Linked DNA regions of Mus musculus: region 1 is linked to region 2. Evidence: chromatin contacts called from public Hi-C data. All regions are on one chromosome and are shown on one strand. The core of a region is the stretch at or near the end of the contact, and the rest is flanking DNA. Distances in the headings are between cores, read along the strand shown. Region 1 overlaps Ide (insulin degrading enzyme). Region 2 overlaps Kif11 (kinesin family member 11).

The links. A called contact is a pair of places that touch in the nucleus more often than the background predicts.
Region 1: a contact with region 2 is called in a Hi-C map of bone marrow-derived macrophages, with 1.7 times the contacts expected there. A contact is called at or near these places in 13 of 484 Hi-C or Micro-C datasets (B cells, bone marrow-derived macrophages, embryonic fibroblasts and 7 more), 2 of 130 datasets of targeted methods (both in embryonic stem cells) and 3 of 9 other capture datasets (adipose tissue, embryonic stem cells and pancreatic islet).

The regions. Positions count from the first base shown.
Region 1 is chr19:37,306,365-37,309,134 of GRCm38.p6, reverse strand. The region is part of intron 11 of Ide (insulin degrading enzyme); the gene reads left to right. Among named protein-coding and RNA genes, the nearest start is that of Ide, 27 kb to the left of the region's middle.
Region 2 is chr19:37,405,336-37,408,035 of GRCm38.p6, reverse strand. Kif11 (kinesin family member 11) reads right to left here. Exons shown (of 22, transcript NM_010615.2): 14 at 870-1,042. Among named protein-coding and RNA genes, the nearest start is that of Hhex, 28 kb to the left of the region's middle.

The DNA of each region.
Region 1 (2,770 bases), core at 140-2,639, 99 kb after region 2:
AGGTGTCCTCTCACCCAGCACAGCTGACACTGTCCATCTGGAGCGAGGATTTAGAGCATTTTATTTAGTGACGAAATGGGGAAAACGTTCAGATTAGTATGGATTATTATCAGACTATGTTAAGTGCTAAGTATTAAATGCCTTATCAATATAAAAGTATTAAATGCCTTACTTTTTGTTTAAAAAAATACATTAAGGGTCAAAGTTTAGAAATCTTTCCCAGTGAAAATAAGTTATGAGATCGTACAGAAATTAAATCTGTTTTATGTATCCAATCACAACAAATTATAGTCTATCTTGTGTTCAATTTCTTTGTTTGTTTGTAAGATCTATTTTGATTCAATTAATTGTGTCTTTGAGTGCTGTGTGCCCCATGTGTGGGATGCCCTTAGAAATCAGAGGGAATTAGGTTTCTTGGAGCTGGCATTACAGGTGGTTGTTAGTCACCCAGTGTGGGTGCTGGGAGCTGAGTTTAAGTCTCCTGGAAGAATTCCAAGTGCCCTTAGCCACTGGGCCATCTCTCCAGCCCAAGTTCTGTATTTTGAAGGGGGGGTGTGTCCTCATTTTATAGCCTCACTGGCCTATAAATTGCTACGTAAATCAGACTGGCTTCAAAGCTTCATGGCTCCTCCCATCTCTCCCTCCTAAGACTCAGAATTACAGTCTTTTAAGACTCTCATGGTCCAGGCTGGCCATGAGGATAAGCCTGGACTCCTGTGTCTCCTGCCTTCATCTTCAGGCACTGAGATCACAGGTGTGCCCGCCACGCCTGCCTCTGTCTTGTACCAGTATTGTAAGTCCATGGTTGTTGTCTAATCCTCAGTTACTCAATGCTGATTGTAATCCGGAAAATCTTACTCAAAAACTAGTTGTTAAAGAAGCTAAGATATATGGCCTAGTTACTTATATGCCTACAGCTGCAGATAATTCACTTAAATACTAAAGAATAAAAAAGTCAGGAACTTTGCTTTTTTGAATAATAAAGTTGACAATTAAATACTAATATAGCTGAAGCTGCTCATTCCTAGATGGAGAAGAGGTAGAGTTTGCGTGAATCAGATGCTGTAACTGATATAGCAGGAGGTGTGGGCTATGAGGCCAAACTCCCGAACTCCACTGCAGTTCTGTATATTGCAACACAGAAAATGGGGAAGTTAAAATATTTATTAAAAACAACAAAACCATAAAATACTTAGGCATTTAACTAAAAGTGAACAAGACCTCCACACAGAAACTACAAGACATCTGGGTATGGTGGCAAGTTTGAGATCAGCCTGGGATATATAGTGAATTTGAGGTCTATTTGAGCATGGGCTATATATATAGCAGGACCCCACAGTGTATCAGCAAGTAAGCATGCCTGCCGTGCACGCCTGGCGACCTGATTTGAACCCTAGAACCCACATTGCGGTGACTCTCCAAAGTTTCTCTCAGACCTTCCATACATGCACAATGTAACATGTACCCACATACATGACATGTTTCAAACACACGCACACCCTTGAGAAATCATGATTTAAATAGTAATCTTTGCTGCTTAAAGTCAGTCATTTTGGGGAGTGCGTGTGCCGGAGCCCATGCTTACGTGTGATTAAATTGCTGTTTCTAAATTTGCTATCTTGTGCAATTAGACTTTAAGACTCTCTTTTTCTGCTTACTGTCACTTTAAAGAAAAGTGTTTTTCCTATAGAGGCTTAGATCTGTGATTGCTGTCACTGTAACTGGGGCCGCTCACTAAGGAAGTGCAGAACAGCCTGTGGTAATCTTGCCAGCTGCCAGGCAAGAACTGTGTTGCTTAAAGGTACATGTAGTTTTTTTGTTTTTGTTTTTGTTTTTGTTTTTTAAGACAAGGTGTCTGTATGTAGCCCTGGCTGTCCTGGAACTCACTCTGTAGACCAGACTGGCCTCGAACTCAGAAATCCACCTGCCTCCGACTCCCAAGTGCCGGGATTAAAGGCGTGCGCCACCACTGCCCTGCTCACATTTTACTTTTTAAATCCCACTGAGACAAGTTTAATATTGCAACCAGGGAAGGAAAGGCTCAGAGTGAAAAGACCGGGAGAGGTTATTTAACTCGGCCCATCAGTGTGCTACTGTTATGCTGTACAACCTAAGGAGTTTCCATCCAAGGAGGGAGCTCTTTAACTCTAAGGTAGAGATGTTTCTTTTCAGTGCTGATACTGTTTGCTGGTCTGTGGGTGCGCCTGTTCTAGTTTATCCTCAGAACTCACTTTCTTATGCCCGACCAGTCAGTGTCTTTATCAAACTCTGTCAAGGTGCAGCAAGAGTGTCTTTGCTGGGTCCCTAGTATAAGTCATAAATAATTATATTAATTTGCGACTTGTTATTCATGATGAATCCACTCAGAGCCTGTTTTCTGGCTTAGTGGTTAAAGTGCTTGCTAGAACCATGTAAGTGACAGATGGCCTTGGAGGCCCACTTGCAATTCCAGTCTTGGAAGGAAGAGATGGAATCTCTAGGCAATCTCACTAGGGAGACTAACAGTATTGGCGAGCTCTGGGTTTGCTTGAGAGAGCCTGCCTTAGTGAGTAGAGTGGAAAAGTATTGAGGACAATTTACAGCATCACCTAGGACTACCACATGCACACATCACCACCTCCCCCTACACACACATACACTTGACACATGAAAATGGAAAGAGAATTGGAGATTCTGACAGTGGGTGGGATTGAGCAGATGAGTGTGTTGATGGCAGCACTAGGCATTCGACTGTGAGGGCAGCATTCAGAGGCTCCAGTCAGCCTGGGGG
Region 2 (2,700 bases), core at 111-2,610:
ATAATAACATATCAAATCTTAGGAGAGATACTTAAGGGTTTTTTTCCTGGACTCCTTATCCACCTGTGCATACATGTATACACATACGCATATGCACACAGAAAGAAAAAGGGAGAGGGGGGAGAGGGGAGGGAGGGAGGAAAGGGTAAAGGGGGGAAAAGGAGAGAGGGGAGAGGGGGGAAGAGAGACAGGGGGAGGGAAGGGAAGGGAAGGGAAGGGAAGGGAAGGGAAGGGAAGGGAAGGGAAGGGAAGGGAAGGGAAGGGAAGGGAAGGGAAGGGAAGGGAAGGGAAGGGAAGGGAAGGGAAGGGAAGGGAAGGGAAGGGAAGGGAAGGCTATATGGCTGGGCAGTGGAGGCACACGTTTTTAATCCCAGCACTTGGGAGGCAGAGGCAGGCCAGCCTGGTCTACAGAGTGAGTTCCAGAACAGCCAGGGCTACACAGAGAAACCCTGTCTCGGAAAAAAAAAAAAAGAACTGGTACCCTTGTTTGTGACAGGTCCTCGGGTAGCTTTAAATTCACTAAAAACCAAGGATGGCTTTGAACTCCTGATCCTTTGCCTCCTTTGCCATCTTTCTTTTCTCAAAAAAAAACCAAAAAGGTATCGCCAGTCTGCCTCCATCTTTCACAACTGCTGAAATGACAAACATGTGAACTACAATGGCTTAAGTATTCCAACTCTCAGCTACACCCAATGAGTAAAAACAGTTTCAAAATTTAGCCATATCCTCTTTCAAAAGAAACCAGTCTTTCTATGGGGGGGGGGAGGGACAATAGTCCTCTCTCCGTGTCTAGCAAAGCTCAAGCTGAAAGAACAAGCACAAGGTTTCTGACGGCTGATCACTGTAAAAACATTAAGAGATTTACTAACAATCAATCCTTGCAGAACACTTTTACTTTGTGCTGCTAACGATTGCTCTTCCAATATCATATCAGAAATCTGAGAAACACGAGCGGACACATTTTCTGGAATAGACACGAGAGATTCAAGTGCTGTCGTGGTAATGGTGTCTAATGCAGAGACACTAGAAGACATCAGGTTACCTACAAAAAAGAGAGAGAGAAAGAAAAGAGAGATGAACTTTGGCATAAATATATTTAAATGAAGTTAAGACCACTTTCAATATGTCAAAATTAGTCTATTGTAGAATCTACAATAACTGCATTAAAGAATTGTCATACAAGAAAAATTTTAAATATGAATGTTCTATAAACTTTTGCATATTAAAAAGCACATAATTTTAAAGTATACCTTAGAATAATTTTAAAATTAGAATATATTTTTCTTCATTTGAGATGATCCTTACTCCGGTCAACCATGTTTCAGCTTCCCAAGTGCTAAAATCAGAGGCATGAGTCACCAGATTTAAGCAGAATATTCTAAAATTAGTATCTAAAAGCTTATAGTAGACAGAAGTTTATTAAAAAGAGAGAACTATATTTATTGTGAAACATACTTACAACCCCAGCACTTTAAAGGTAGAGACAGAAGGATCAGGTTAAAACACACACAGTTCAAGGTAATTCAAGGTCACCCCAGCTGTGGGATGTAAAGCTGTTACATGAGACTTTATCTCAAAAGGAAGCATTCACACACACACACACACACACACACACACACACACACACACACACATACACATACACATACACACATGCACACACACACAGACACACACACACACACATACATACACATACACACACACATACACACACACACACACACACACACACACAAAAAGCACACACACACAAAAACACATATACACACACACTCTCTCTCTGATCAAACAGCTAATCTTTTTAAAATATTTATTACTTTATGTGATGGGTGTTGTGCCTACATGTATGTCTATGCACCACATGCGTGCCTTATGCCCTAGGAGGCCAGAAGAGGCTATCAGATCCCCTGGGCCTGGAGTTACAGATAGTTATGAGCCACCATAAGTGGGTGCTGGAAATCAAACCTGGGTCCCCTGGGAGAGCAGCCAGTGTTATTAACCTCTGAAGCCCCCAATGAGCAAATCTTTAAGTATATATTCCCACAAGAAAAAAAAAGTTGCAAGACAATTTATTCAAAGGAAATTTCTAGGGAGACTACTGGGTTAATGCTTGCCACAACATTTAATGACCAAGTTGAATCCCTGGGATCCACAAGGAAAGAAAAGAAAAGGTATTATCCTCTGGCCTCCACATGCATGTTATGCTGCACACTGTACATATATCAGCCACAATTTACAAAATAAAACTTTTTTTTTTTTTTAGGAAGGGATCCAAGAAATTAAATAGTAATACCTAGAAGAAATGAATTTGGCTCAGTTATAAAGGGAAATTTATTTCTAGTAATAACATGCTAATTTGATAAAGCTTCTAGAAAAGTCTAAAAAAAAATTAGAACCTCTAAAATTTATTACAAAGAAAGCAAAAACATTCATCTCTTGCCTAAACAGCTGACATGTTCAATGGGACAGACAGGTTCTAGTGACACTGCCACCTGAGTCGCTGGGTTTCTGTTTGTTTGATACATGTTAGTGCGCAGCTGCAAACCTCAGCACTCAGGCTGAGCCAGGAGGATCACAAATTAAAAGCCAGTCTGTGCTACACTGTGACTTTAAATTCAAATTCATCAACTTAGTGAGACCATCAAGATAGATAGATAATAAGATAGATAGAAAAGAAAGATAATGAGAAAAATTTAA